Regions from separate parts of the Mus musculus genome. Here all the other regions are linked to region 1. The links are chromatin contacts, called in public Hi-C and promoter capture Hi-C maps. All regions are on one chromosome and are shown on one strand. The core of a region is the stretch at or near the end of the contact, and the rest is flanking DNA. Distances in the headings are between cores, read along the strand shown. Region 1 holds the start of Slx4ip (SLX4 interacting protein). Region 2 holds the start of Arhgap11a (Rho GTPase activating protein 11A). Region 3 holds the start of Dph6 (diphthamine biosynthesis 6).

The links. Promoter capture Hi-C pulls out the DNA fragments that hold promoters and counts their contacts. Hi-C and Micro-C count contacts between places; a contact is called where the count stands out from the background.
Region 2: a Hi-C map of pre-B cells shows a contact between it and region 1, with 13 times the contacts expected there. The contact joins the promoter of Arhgap11a here to the promoter of Slx4ip in region 1. A contact is called at or near these places in 2 of 39 promoter capture datasets (liver and pre-B cells) and 2 of 484 Hi-C or Micro-C datasets (CD4 T cells and pre-B cells).
Region 3: a promoter capture Hi-C map of pre-B cells shows a contact between it and region 1, with 4 times the contacts expected there. The contact joins the promoter of Dph6 here to the promoter of Slx4ip in region 1. A contact is called at or near these places in 1 of 39 promoter capture datasets (pre-B cells) and 1 of 484 Hi-C or Micro-C datasets (CD4 T cells).

Annotation. Positions count from the first base shown.
Region 1 is chr2:136,890,011-136,894,539 of GRCm38.p6, reverse strand. It overlaps Slx4ip (SLX4 interacting protein), which reads right to left and starts at 2,372. Exons shown (of 8, transcript NM_028834.3): 1 at 2,179-2,372. Mkks (McKusick-Kaufman syndrome) reads left to right here and starts at 3,134. Exons shown (of 6, transcript NM_021527.2): 1 at 3,134-3,497.
Region 2 is chr2:113,846,407-113,850,935 of GRCm38.p6, reverse strand. It overlaps Arhgap11a (Rho GTPase activating protein 11A), which reads left to right and starts at 2,275. Exons shown (of 12, transcript NM_181416.3): 1 at 2,275-2,975. The coding sequence starts at 2,847.
Region 3 is chr2:114,653,053-114,657,581 of GRCm38.p6, reverse strand. Dph6 (diphthamine biosynthesis 6) reads left to right here and starts at 2,618. Exons shown (of 9, transcript NM_025675.5): 1 at 2,618-2,751. The coding sequence starts at 2,729.

The DNA of each region.
Region 1 (4,529 bases), core at 1,123-3,622:
CTCAAATTAAAAACCATAGTACGAGATTCCAATTGAAATAAGAATCTAGAAAATGCTTGTTTATACTGATAGGTCAGCAGCTGCCTAGAAAAAAGTAGCTAGAGGAATTACCAAGGAACATGATCAAACTTTGGAGCGTGATAGGTATGTTCATTATTTGACTGTGATGATGATTCACCAGTGTTTATATATGTAAAACACATCACCTGGTACATTTTAAAGAAATGCTGTTATTTGTACTACAACTTCATCTCAATAAGGCTATGTTTAAAAGAAGATCTTTTGATTTAAAAAATGTATTTAAAAATCATCTTCCTGGCCTTGGGTAATGTATTTAGACCACCTTGTTTTTCAAATTGATGCACAAAGTGGAAAGCCAAAGAATTTCAGTCATGGGAATGTATAAATAAAATCTTAATAATCCAAACTTGTAATTATAATATAATAAAATATACAGCTACAGGTAATATTTTCATAGCTGCTAGTATATGCCAGGTACTTCTTAAAAGAATTTTTTTAATTTATGTGCATGGGGGTGTGACTGTGTGCACCTTTGCACATGTGAGTGTAGGCACCCGCAGACATCAGACACCTCTGAGTTCCCAAGAAGCTGGAGTTACAGGCAATCGTGAACTGCCTGACATAGGTGCTGGGAACTAAACTCAGGTTGTCTAGAACAGCACACAGCTCTTGACTCTGGGCCAGCTCTCCAGCCCATGCCAGGTACTTAGGAAGCACATTGCTTGTATTAACTTAGCTAACTCTCACAGGAGTCCTACCTTACAAGTTAGGAAACTCAAGCACAAGGGTGGGTAACTGTCTTTTAGATCTCAGAGATGGAGCTGGGGTGAAGGAAGTAGGATGTACAGTCAGGGAAGACGTTTCAGAACTGATTTTTTTACCCATCCACACTACATCACTACCCTTAGTAGCACTGTAAAAATTGCAAACAAGCAATATTTCAGTGTAATAATGTTTTCCTACATACTCATAAAACATGAATATCCACAATGGAAACATTCATGTGAGACTCAGTAAAACAAATGGTGTTCATTCTTCTTTCCCACTTAGACTAAGGAAAAGACATATATGGCAAAGTAACAATTACTGGGAAGCTGGTTGACAAGGTAACCAGTCACTGGGACATTGGTTCAACACCCACCCAACCTAATACTCCTCCCTGTCTCCATGGTATTTTAAGTAAAGCCAAGAGGGAAGGTGAAAACCAATCTTACGCCTAACAGCATGAAAACCATGTCTCAAATACCTTAGTGTCATCTATATTCCACATAGTCTCCATTTCTATCTGCAACTGGTCTGAAGTCTGGTTTAGAAGCTTCCCAGGTGACTGTCATGGGCAGCCAAGGTTGAGAACTACTGATTTTCTTTTCTCATACAAGAAGACACAGAAGAAAGCCTGGTGCTACAAAAAGCTAAGGTAAGCCACAGTCCAAAGTTTCCAAGTCACTATTATACTGTGCCCAAGTGCAGCTTCTACTCATTCCAAGAAACATGCTCCCAGAAGATGCTGGGATGGCTGGTCGATGATTACACTGAGCAACAAGGCCATGCTACCTGGACTATTAGCCTTACAATTATGGCTATATACAGTATCCAAGAAATACGAGAAGTGAGAACATGAAGTTGCTTGTCCAGCAGTGCTAAAAAAAAAAACATTAGAACATTATGTTCCTGGTCCCAGCTTTGGATATATCAAAGCAAGTGGATGAAAAGGAGGTTTCGTTTTGTTTTGTTTTGAAGTTTACTTCTATATTTTATAGCACAAAACTAGCTAAGTATTCAACAAATTCAATGAATGAATGAATGAATGGGAAGAATATACAAACACAGCTGATCACATTTTAAAGTCCTCTGGGAGCTATATTCACCTCTATAGATGCAGAAAGCCATACAATTAATGATCAAATTTGCTGTTCCATCCATTTTGCTTTGTTATTCTACGGAAATTCCCTCAACGTTATTGTCCCTTTAAATCTCAGTCTTCCTGAACAGTGGTGTTTAACAATTCTAATGGAAAGAGAAGGAATACCTAAGAGAAAAATTGTGTTAAGTCCCAAAATCCAAAACAAAAATACGTATTGGTATAAGATGGCCAAACAGTTCGGTCCAACTGAGGGAAGAGCTGGGTTATCCGAACGAAGTATCACACGCTCTTACCTACGATGGTGGCGGGAGGTGGGTTCGGGCTGTAATGCTTTGTTACTGTCCGGGGTCACTGGTGGACTAGTATAGTACCTGAACGGGAAAACTCAGACTAAAAAGGCGGCAGACCAAGCTTCAGCAGCTTTGGCTTACTTCCCGTTTCCCAGCGTCCCCTCGCACGTTAGAGAATGCAACCAGCGCCCAAACACAAGATGGCATTATCGACTTCATTCGGTTGGAAGCCACTGCCAGCACCTACGATGGCGCCCGAAGCCCTGGCTAAGGTAATGGGATAGCCGGAAAGAACTGCCCAAACGAAAAATGGCTTCTGTCGATGATATCAACGCTTTATGGAGACCAAAATAAAAATGGCGGCCAAAGCGGATTTTTTTTTTTTTTTTAAGAGGTTGGAAAAGCCACAAATACAATTGGCAGATAATGTATCACTGTACGTCAACGATATGTACTGATGGACAACAACAACAAAAGCCGTGTTTTTCGTATCACAAAACTATAGGGCAAGAGTAGAAAATATTTTTAATGAGGAAGATTAAAAGATACGTTGAAAAATAAAGGTGCCTTTCACGGTGCCAGAGAAAAGCGAAATAAAATATGTTTAAACATAATTTCATAATGCTTCGGGTGGTTCAAAAGAATAAAAGACTTATCTCTGAAGAAAAAAAAAAGAAAGGCAAAGCCAAGGAAATTAACCAACCGGATCCGGCACTGAATTGAAGACTCCCGACTTCTGCCAACCCCGCTCCTAGACTGGGCGGAAGTTTCCTGCATGGCGACAGGCTCTGTCTGCGCATGTTCGCTCTCTGACGTCACTCGGACCGGCAGGGCGGAGCCAGTTTCTACAGCTTAGGGCGTCCTGAGAGAGGTGGGAATTGACAACTGAGTGACAGGGCAAGGCGCCTTGTGATTGGTCAGAACAGAGGAAACGCCACCTAGGACTGGTAACAGCTTCATTCGTTCTACAAATACCTTTCGAGAGAGCAGAGAGCCGCACGCTCTGCCACCTTCTTGGTGCTGTGATGTGATGTGATGTGACCTTTCAATTTTGGTAGCGCGCACAGACAGAATACACGTCTGCCCGTAAGATTTCCGGTGACGGCCGCAGCTTTCCTTTGCGGGAGCTTCACGCAAACCCCGGAAGAGGGGCGGGGGAAGGAGGGGTGGTGCGCGTGAGCATAGAGTTGCGCATGCGCCTTCTTGCCGCGCAGGGCAAAGGTGGTGGCGCTCCGCTGCGTGGTTGGTTGCTGTGCAAGCGCGATTTCTGGTTTCTGGTGGTGAAGGTGGCCTGACCTAGAGGTGCAGCTGCTGGTGGGCAGGTGAGAGGGGCCAGGCCGCTGGTGGAGAAGCCAGCCTGCGGCCTCACCGCGTCCCCGCACGGAAAGGTCGCGAGTGGTTGGGACAAGGGTATTTGGGGGCGGGGATACAGAGGCACCTGGCTACCGGATTGGCCCAAGGACAGCTTTCAAAGTAGCTTCAGAGCGGGGCGGTGGTGGTGCACGCCTTTAATCCCAGCACTTGGGAGGCAGAGGCAGGCGGATTTCTGAGTTGGAGGCCAGCCTGGTCTACACAGTGAGTTCCAGGACAGTCAGAGCTACACAGAGAAACCCTGTCTCGGAAAACAAACAAACTAAACAAAACAACAACAATAAAAACAAAGTAGCTTCAGGATGTGACTATCTGATGATGGATCAGTGTGGGTGAGGAGGAGTGACCAATATCAGGTAGAGTTTGAATAGAGCTTCCTCAAACTCACATGCACAAGAATTGTAACTGAAATGACAGACCCATAATGCCACAGGAACTGGAAATACCTTTAAAATGCACGTTATTTACAGTTGCTGGCATCTTGAGAAAGCAATAAGTTGACACGTTGGGGGAAATGAACAGCCTAAACTACTCAAGGCAAGCAAAAAGACAGTTGTCATTCTGGAGTTTTACTCTCGGGTTGTTAGCCAGTTTCTGAGATTTACATATCTCTCATCATTTCTTGCTTTTTCCCCTTATTCTCTGAACATGACCCAGGCACCTCAGTGGACACAGAGTCTGGTTAGTGTCTGTTGATATCAAACATGCACAACCTGCCATGGAGAGATTACCCCAAATAAGCAACTATGTATAGTTTGGATGTGAGGTGGTCTGGAGGTTTTTCGTTATTGTTATTTACTGGTTTCTAATTAATTTTCTGAAGATAACTAATTTGTAATAGAAGTTAAAGTTGATTGTCATGTTTGCTCAAAATTTCTGGTATTGCCTAACACCTCTGTATATGTAGATTAGGTATCCAGAAGTTCACACATCTGATCACTTGCCAACTCTTTATTAACTGTCCTCAGACAAACATAAGTGCC
Region 2 (4,529 bases), core at 1,026-3,525, about 23 Mb after region 1:
CCAGCTTGTTCCTTTTCATTATATATCTGCATAAGAGTGACCACTAATAAACACACAACACAATCAATACTAAGTTGTCTTGCAGTCTTCTTGGTCAATGCCACTAATCCAAACCTTTTATCCTTGGGCAGATTTTTTTTTTTTTTTGAGAAAGGCAGAAAGCAGACACATCCTTCCACAAAATGTCATAATATTTTTTGTTGTTTTAAAAACAAAATCTCAATCATCCTGTTTTACTAAATGAAGACTCAGGAGCCAAAAAACCTACTAACTCCGAATGGCAGAGAACGCACCTAGCTGACCATCCTACTCAGGGACATCCCAAAAGGAAAAAGCCTTTCTCTTTCTCCATGGTGCACCTTTCAACTCAAAGGACGCTTCTGTTTATTTATTTATGTTCACTCCCTGTCAGTTTGGTTACTTGCTTTGCCTCTTGACCTAGGGTTGACTTTATTTAGCTCTGGATTAAAGGTGTGTGTTAGGGCTGAGCCACACCACAAGGTTTTTCTAGTTCACAATCTTGGGTTTCACAATGTGTTCAAATACCCTGAAACACTTCTGCTTCTCTGAAACCTCTTGGGCTGGGCCATCATCATCTACATTGCTCTCAGCACCATTGTGTTCCATGTTCCCAATAAGAAGACCCAGTAATATCCATTTCAAATGTTCAACTACCTTTCTAGTCCAAAGTCCTAACATCTACCATATTCCTATAACAGCATGGCCAAGCCTGTCACAATGATACCCTACTCCCTGGGACCAACTTCTGTTCCCAATTAGTTACTATCAGTGTGATGAAGCACTGACCAAAAGCAACATGGTGAAGAAAGAGATATTTAGCGTTATATATTCACATCACTGTCCATCATTGAAGGAAGCCAGGAAAGGAACTCAAACAGGACAGGAACCTGAAAGCAATAACTGATGCAGAGGCCATGGAGGAGTGCTACTTCCTGATTTACTCATTATAGCCTTCTCAAACTGATTTCTTACAAAACCGAAAACCACTTGCCCATGGATGGCACCACTCACAATGGGATGGGTCTTCCCCATCAATTACTTAGTAAGAAAATACCCTACAGCTGGAACGTGTGGCATTTTCCTCACTTGAGGTTCCCTCCCTTCAGATAATTTTAGCTTGTGTCAAGGTGACATAAAAACTATCCAGTGCATACATACATGGATGTAAATAGAAAGCACTATTTAATATTCAAAAGCTAACCTAAGCACCTTAAAAGGAATTCTTAGCCATCGAAGAACCAGAACAACGTGGCCTAGAGAAGGATATACACAACATAAGTTATTTTTATAGTTATGACTGAATGCATACACATTCTCTCTCTCTCTCTCTCTCTCTCTCTCTCTCTCTCTCTCTCATGTGTGTGTGTGTGTGAGAGAGAGAGAGAAAGAGAGAGAGAGAGAGAGAGAGAGAGAGAGAGAGAGAGAGAGAGAGAGAGAGAGTAGGATTACTGGTGTTTGGAAAAGGAAAGGCAGCTCTGGGAAACAAGAGGAGAAGGTGATGTCATGCATTTAAATCAGACAGCTGAGGTTTCAGTAATGGCAATGGCAAACAGGACTTCTGGTCCTTTAACCAAGTCCCACAGAGGTAAACTATTGCTGCAGCTGCCTCCTACAGCTCCGTATTCCTCCACTACTCTCTCGTGACAAGTCATCTTTGTTGTGCTTAATTACCTTAATTACCTTATGTAAGAAAATTTAATAATACCACCAGTCTCCCAAAGAAGGACCAATGGCTCACAGTTCCAATTCCCTTCTAAGACCTTGGGTCCGGGTCTCAAAAACAAAACAAAACAAACAACAACAACAACAACAACAAACGGCGTTTGTGATTCATAACTAAACTTGACTCCTCCCGCCTTCCGTAGAATCGGTTTTCCCTATGACGGGACCTTTAGCTTTAGTGGAGAAATGAAAGGGCGGAAGTGGGGGGAGGTTATGAGCTGTCTATTCGGATCTCCGAAGTATATTGTCCGAAGAGCAAAGCAAACATATTTGAACACGTTTTTGACATTTTTCTTCCAAAGAAATAGGCAAAGAGAAAGAGGAACTCACTCTCTTCACATTTCTTAACCCTGATCTCAACGCTCGCTGTGCTTTCGGCTTTGCCGGAACCTTTTAGACAGGCAGCTCCTGGCCACCCCAAAGGGTCCTCATTTTGAAAACAGGAGCGGGCCAATCGGATGCGGAGCGCTGTTTGGCGCTGGCATTTGAGCCACTGCTCAGGTGCGGTCGCGTCGGGTCTGATGTGTGCCGAGAAGGTGGGGCGCTGGCGGAGCCGAGTCACTAAGCTTTAGCGGGCCGGGGCCACAGGCAAGGCTGATGGGCTAGGGGAAAGGCTGCGTGTGAGACGGGGTGACGGCGGGGACCAGCCCGGGCAGGGACCGGGACTGGGGATCCCTGAGCAGCCGGCTGGCCCGGCTGGAGGGAGTAGCTTAAGGTTGCATTTCCATCTCAAGAAATCAGAGCGGGGAAGGCCACCCTGCGGGGAAGAGGATAAGTGGAAGTGTCCGGAAGCGAGAAACTAGCTGCAGGCGTTAGTCTGGGGAAACGGAAGAGTCAGAAAAAAGGGAAGTTTGTGGAAGTAACTGACAGGGCTGAGCGACCCGGAAAGAAGGCTGGTGGAAGTGAAACAAGAGTGAAGAGAGGCGCGAGAGAAGAAGGTCTGTGTAAGTGGATCGAGGGAAAGTGGAGGAAGAGTGCCAGAGGTGGCTGGAAGGCAGCGGAGCAGAGCGAGCCTGAGGGCGTTTGGCAAGTGGAAGAGTTGGTTGGTGGCAAAGAAAGTCAGGACCCGGAGTCGGCCTCGGAGAGTAGGCGACGTGTTCGGGATGTGGGATCAGAGACTGGTCAGATTGGCCCTGCTGCAGCAGCTTCGAGCTGTCTATGGCATTAAGGTCAAGGGTGGCCGCGGTCAGTGCGATCGCAGGAGACATGAAACTGCAGCTACGGAAATAAAGGTAAGTTACAACGTGTTGGGACAAGGGCATACCCATTTTATTCTGGATAAGAAAGACACGTGGTTAGAATGCAGTCTCGGTGGTGATGATCAGACGTGCCTCCCTATGTTGCCGTGGGTTTTTGTTTTGTTTTACAGTGCTAGGAATAGGATACCAGGCTCCCTACTTAAATACTGTGCCACCGATCTGGTAATCTGTCGTGTTTTAAACAAGCAGTATGTGGGGGAGGGGAACACACTATCCTGTCAGGCTGGGGTGGGCAGTCAGAACATTTCAAACGAATCATTAGGGAGACAGTCAGGCCAAGTTTAGAAATAGGCTTCATAGGATCCTTCTGTATCCAGCAATTTACGAAGAGGCCTGCTGCCCGACATTTTCGCAGTTTCTGATCTCTTTAGCAGAGTAGACATTACCCACCCAACATCAACATTTGTCCTTGACAAAACAAAGCTGTTTTTTTAACAAGCAAATTGAGAAACCAGAGTTGGTTGAAGTTTTTTGTTTTGTGTTGTTTTAATCACTCACTTTTGCTAAAGTCTCAGGATCCTCACCTCCACCCCCTGCTCCCCAGTTACTTTTGTGTGTGTGCACTGTTGGACCCATGCCATGCTATGCCATGCCATGCCATGCATCTGTGGTCAGAAGGACAACTTGCATGAATTCTCTCCTGTTTGTGGACCTTGGAGATCAAACTCAGGTTGTCAGGCTTAGCAACAAACGCTTCACTCGTCTAACTGTCACTGGCCCAATAAGCTGTTTTTTTGATTTAGTGGTAGAGGTCAAGAGATTTGGGTTGAGATCTTATCTCTAAGACTTTGTGAAAAACTGAATAAGTCATTTTAAAGTAAGTAGGAGCTGGGTGGTAGCACACTCCTTTAATCCCAGCACTTGGGAGGGCAAAAGCCAGCCTGGTCTAGGGAGTGAGTACCAGGCCAAGGCTATACAGAGAAATCCTGTCTCAAACAAAACAAAACAAAGGTATGTGAGTAATTTATTACTAGCACTTTGTAGTATTTGAAGACAAAAAGTTTCCATAATTTTGTATTATGTATTCAGGCTGGCCTTGAACTCACTAACTGATGCTGGCTAAAGCTCTTGATCCTCCAATTTCCCCCTCTCTGGTATTGTGATTAGAAAGGTGTATCACCACACTGACTTAATGTTTGTTTATGGTTAAAAATTACGGTGGATACTTCTGTTGGTAAAACTGGCTTTCCACAACCTTAAAAATGGGTATTTGCTGTTTTTCTTTCATTCCTTAACAAACAAATCCCGACCCTTGCCTTTAGAGACAGGCAGGAGTTTGACTTGCGCTTTGCAGTTAACTGAATGTGGACTGCTTGTTTATGCTCACTAAGCTCCCATCTCTGTTCTATAAAGTGGTAATTCCTGGTAAGTTCTGTAGGTAAGCCTGACACAGTACCTTTCACTTGCCTCCTTTCCAACTATGATAGTTACCCATGTCCTAATTAACAGTTGTATGGTATAAACTCATCTGTGAATGCTAGTGACAATCTAATGAGATGCAAATTTCCTATAACACAGTGACATAAG
Region 3 (4,529 bases), core at 1,369-3,868, about 22 Mb after region 1:
CTCTTGAAATGTGGCAAGGAAAAACAATTTTAAATGGTAGAAAATTTTTAAAAAAATGAGTCTTTGAGGCACTTGATGCTTATTTTATCAAAATAGTCCACATGTTAATTACTGATAATCTACACAGCTTTCTAAAATTGATGATAAACAGCTAGACTAACTTTCCTGTCATTGCTATTACTTCGAGTGGCATTTCCTGATTCTAGATAACTGGGCATCACCCTGACTGTCCAATTTGTCTTCCTCTCTGACCAACATAACCTCTCCACCAGTAAGGCTAACCTCTCATATCTTTGTTTGAAGATGTATCTGTTTCTCCTGTCCTTATCTTTCAAGTCCTATACTACTCTAACTACCCATCAGTTCAATGGACTCAACTCCCAATGATCTTGTCATATGTATTACATAAATTGTTACTTTCAAAATTTCATAGGCTGAAAAGCATATGATTCATAATGTATAATTTGAATGCTTTATCTCTAACCAGACACCAACATCTCAAATACTTAATTGATTTGGTAAATAATTATAATCACAGATTATTTTTTGCACACACGATTATAATACTGATACTCATAGCAAATTATCAATGCCATGATGACGCATACCAACTATTTGGAGCCATTGAAAGCACTTGTAGTATGGCAAGACGGATTGCTAATGTGTATCCCACACAATGTGAGGTGTCTCACACATCCTACCTTTAGTTCATGATATTGTTCTCATTTCTCATGGCTTTCTTTAGTAACCCATATCTGTCTATTCAACTATATTGACTGTTTTAAAAATACTAATTCTTTTCATGTTTTGCCAAATCCATCATCTTGTTTTTAGATCACATCACATCATCTCTCCTGGAACATTAAAATAGATTTCTTCCCTAATAGATGTTTTCAACATTGCAGTGTTATAAGAACCTGTTGTCCTTATAAAACCTTCAACCATACCTGTGCTATAAAGTCTGAGATGGCCTACACCACCTTGGATGATCTTCTCTCTCCACCACCCAGACTTCATCTTCCATCATGCATTCTGGTTACTCTTCTCCAGTTACCTGTTCTTTTGTCATCAAACCTTCAGTTCAAAACCTGTGCCCAATTCATGTCCTGCCAGCAGTCTTTAATTAAAATACAATTTTAAAAGCCAGGTGAAGGGCTGGAGAGATGGCTTAGCGGTAAAGAGCACTGACTGCTCTTCCAGAGGTCCTGAGTTCAATTCCCAGCAACCACATGGTGGCTCACAACCATCTGTAGTGGGCATCCAATGCTGTCTAAGGCTGTGTCTAAAGGCAGTGACAGTGTATCCCACATGTATGAAATAAATATGGCCAGAACCAGCAGGCTGGAAAAAAAAAAGCCAGGTGAAAGTAGAAATCAGAAAGGGAGATTTATTCAACATGGATACATTGGGAAGACGGATTTTGGGAGTTTGGGCATTCACTGGAGATATATATATGTATATATATACATATATATATATATATATATATATATATACACACACACACACATATACACACACACACACACACATATATATATATATATATATATATATATATATATGTATTACATGTATATAATGTGTATATACATAGGCAGTGGTGGCGCACACCTTTAATCCCAGCACTCAGGAGGCAGAGGCAAGTGGATTTCTGAGTTCTAGGCCAGCCTGGTCTACAGAGTGAGTTCCAGGACAGCCAGGGCTACACATAGAAAACCTGTCTCAAAAAAAAAAAAAAAAAAAAATATATATATATATATATATATATATATATATATATACATTCTTTACATATGAATAATATTCAAAGATGTATATGTTTAAGTTAGTTTAACTCACCAATAATGCCACGTGTACCCTCTATTTCTGCATTTTTTTTCTGTCTCTCTCTTTCTCTCTCTTTTGGTACAGTATTTTTCACTTTAACATACAATTCTCTTTTTAAATTCTCTTCTTCCTACACCTCTACACAAACTCCTTGTTCATGGATGTAGGTAGGCATGGTGGTCTATATCGTACACCAGTTGATCCCAGGAGCTCCAAAGAGTGCTTAGTACATTCAAATAACTAAGTACTGGCAAACGTATTTTAAATTAGATTTTCGTTTTGCTTTCTGGAGTGCAAGTTTTTCAGTTTCTGTATTGGGAAAATGCAAAAACACAGTATAGGAGGCGGAGGTCATGTAGCCTCACTGGTTCAATGGGCAGAGATGCAAACCTCGAAGTTAAAAGTGATCAGGGGTTAGTGGGTTTTTTTTTTTGGAGGGGGGGTAGGAAGGGCGAAAAGATTTCTTTCTTGTAGTTGACGAAGAGAGGAGAGAGACTAAATCCCCTTTCCAAGGTAGTGTTTCAAATCTTAGAACTTGTGACTTTGAATTTACTACCCAGACAATCCCAGCACCCTCAAGCGGTTTACCAAGGACCATGCCCTTCCCTTGGCAGCTTCACTGCCCTTACTTAGGTGGTTAGGCTGTGCCTAAACTTTTTTCTTTTTGTAAATTCTGAGCCATATATCCATGTATCAGGGAACAGATGCTGAGACTACCTAGCCTCTACACCCGGGTGTTCAGCAAGGTGCTGAAGGGGCAGTAGGCATGGTCGAGGGCAGGCAGCGCAGCAGACACCAGGTCGAGGACCGCGCGTGTAGGTCCAGTCGCCGCGGGATCCCGGGCCTGGCGTCTGTGGTTACCGCACGCACGCACGTACGCACGCACACTGCGCCCAGAATGAGGGTCGCGGCCCTGATCAGGTAATGAGGACTGGGGCCATCGCTTTACTCTTGGGCAAGGCTATATCCTGACGCGGCCACTGTAGAAACATCCGGAGCCACTTCTTGGGGCGCCGCGTGGGCCGGCCGGCGCCACGGCCACCGGAAGAGGCGGGGCGATCTGCTCGGGCTCCCTGGCCCCACGCGCCTCCTCTCTGGCAGCTTGGCAAAGCTAAACAGCACTAATTCCTGGGTCCTCCTCCTCCTCCGTGGGCGCATGGTCACCACGCCTGTTGGACTTTTATTTGCTCTGAACTTTGAGAGCCGCTGTTAACTTCACTTACTTGTTAGCAGTTTTTGTCCTCTATAATTCTCCTCAGTCTTGATCCTTTCCAGGAAGGAGGATTGCAACCTCACTCTCTTCTCACATCTCTGGCTTGCCGGGAGAGCTGTAGGATCCCCTAGATGGTTTGAGATTGCTTTGCTCCTATGTTGTCAGACACCTCCGTTGGAACTCAAGCTACTGACAGATGTATTTCCTCCTGGTTGAGTTGAAAATAAGCTAGGTTTTTCTAGATGCTCTGGAGTGCGTTGGATACAAATTTGCCTTACTGACCCTGGGCAACCCAAGTCATATTCCAAAAGTAGTTTGAAATCTAGTAACTTACTTAAAAGCCCAGATACTATAGCTGATAAGCAGAGCTATCCTTGATCTGTTTCAGTGCCTGGCAGTGATAAGGGGCATAGCAATATTAGTTTAAGACCCTTAAGTGTATTGTTTCTTGAGATTTAGACCTCAAAAAAGTGTGAATTCCACTTTATTGCTACAGTCTCTTTTTGTTAGCCTAGTGAAGCACACGTACACATTTGTTGTTAATGCCCTAGGTAACTGATGCTAGTTGACAGTGGGTGACAGTCTAGGTAAGCCAGTTTCTCTAGTGGCAGGAAAATGCCAGATCTGTTGATTCTGTGCCATTTTAAGGAAATGAAAACCCACCATAATTTAATAAATTTTACACATAAAGGGAATAAAACTTTAACCATCACGATTATTTGGTGAAGAGAGATAAAAATTAAATGTGAGCCAGGAAGGCAGCCATGGAACTTAGTTTACCGAAGCTCAGCAGGGTAGTAAAACATGTGAAACTGGAGAGAAGAAAGTCTCAGTGGAGTGTGTTCCTCAAAACACTCAGTGGATAGGAATTTAGAGGTGCTGTTTGAGAAATTATACAATTAAAAGCTGTATATTAGGAAATAAGAATGCACAAAATAAATATACATGTACTGTGTATGATTGTGTATAACATGGCCATATATTTAAGCTTCAGTTTGATAAATCTGTGTGCATTGTGTACCCACATGCATGTATTTGAATTTGTGTGTACAACAGTTGATAGGGTATGAATGTATTTCCAGGACAAAATGAAACACATTCTTTTATATCACTAAGTCAAAGACTAAAAAAAACTCAAAAAAAAAAAAAAAAAAAAAGATGTCCTGTTGAATGGAAGCTTGTAGATTATCTAGGCAGGCTATTTTAAATTTATTCTGAAGCATAGAAACCCAAATATATTGTGATTGCATTGTCTGCCTTTGGAATCTTCTGCCCGATCTGGGCTGCATTGTCTAGTCTCAAGAAGAAGCACCTAATCTTATTGCAACTTGATATGCCAAGGCTGGTTGGTCCTTAGGAGGCCTCCCCTTTTCTGCAAAGAAGGGGTGGTATGGTGGATGGAGCTACATGAGAGGGAGGTACTCATAGGAGAGGAGCGAGGAGAGGTGGCATCAGGATGCAAAGGAAATGAATAACATCATCATAA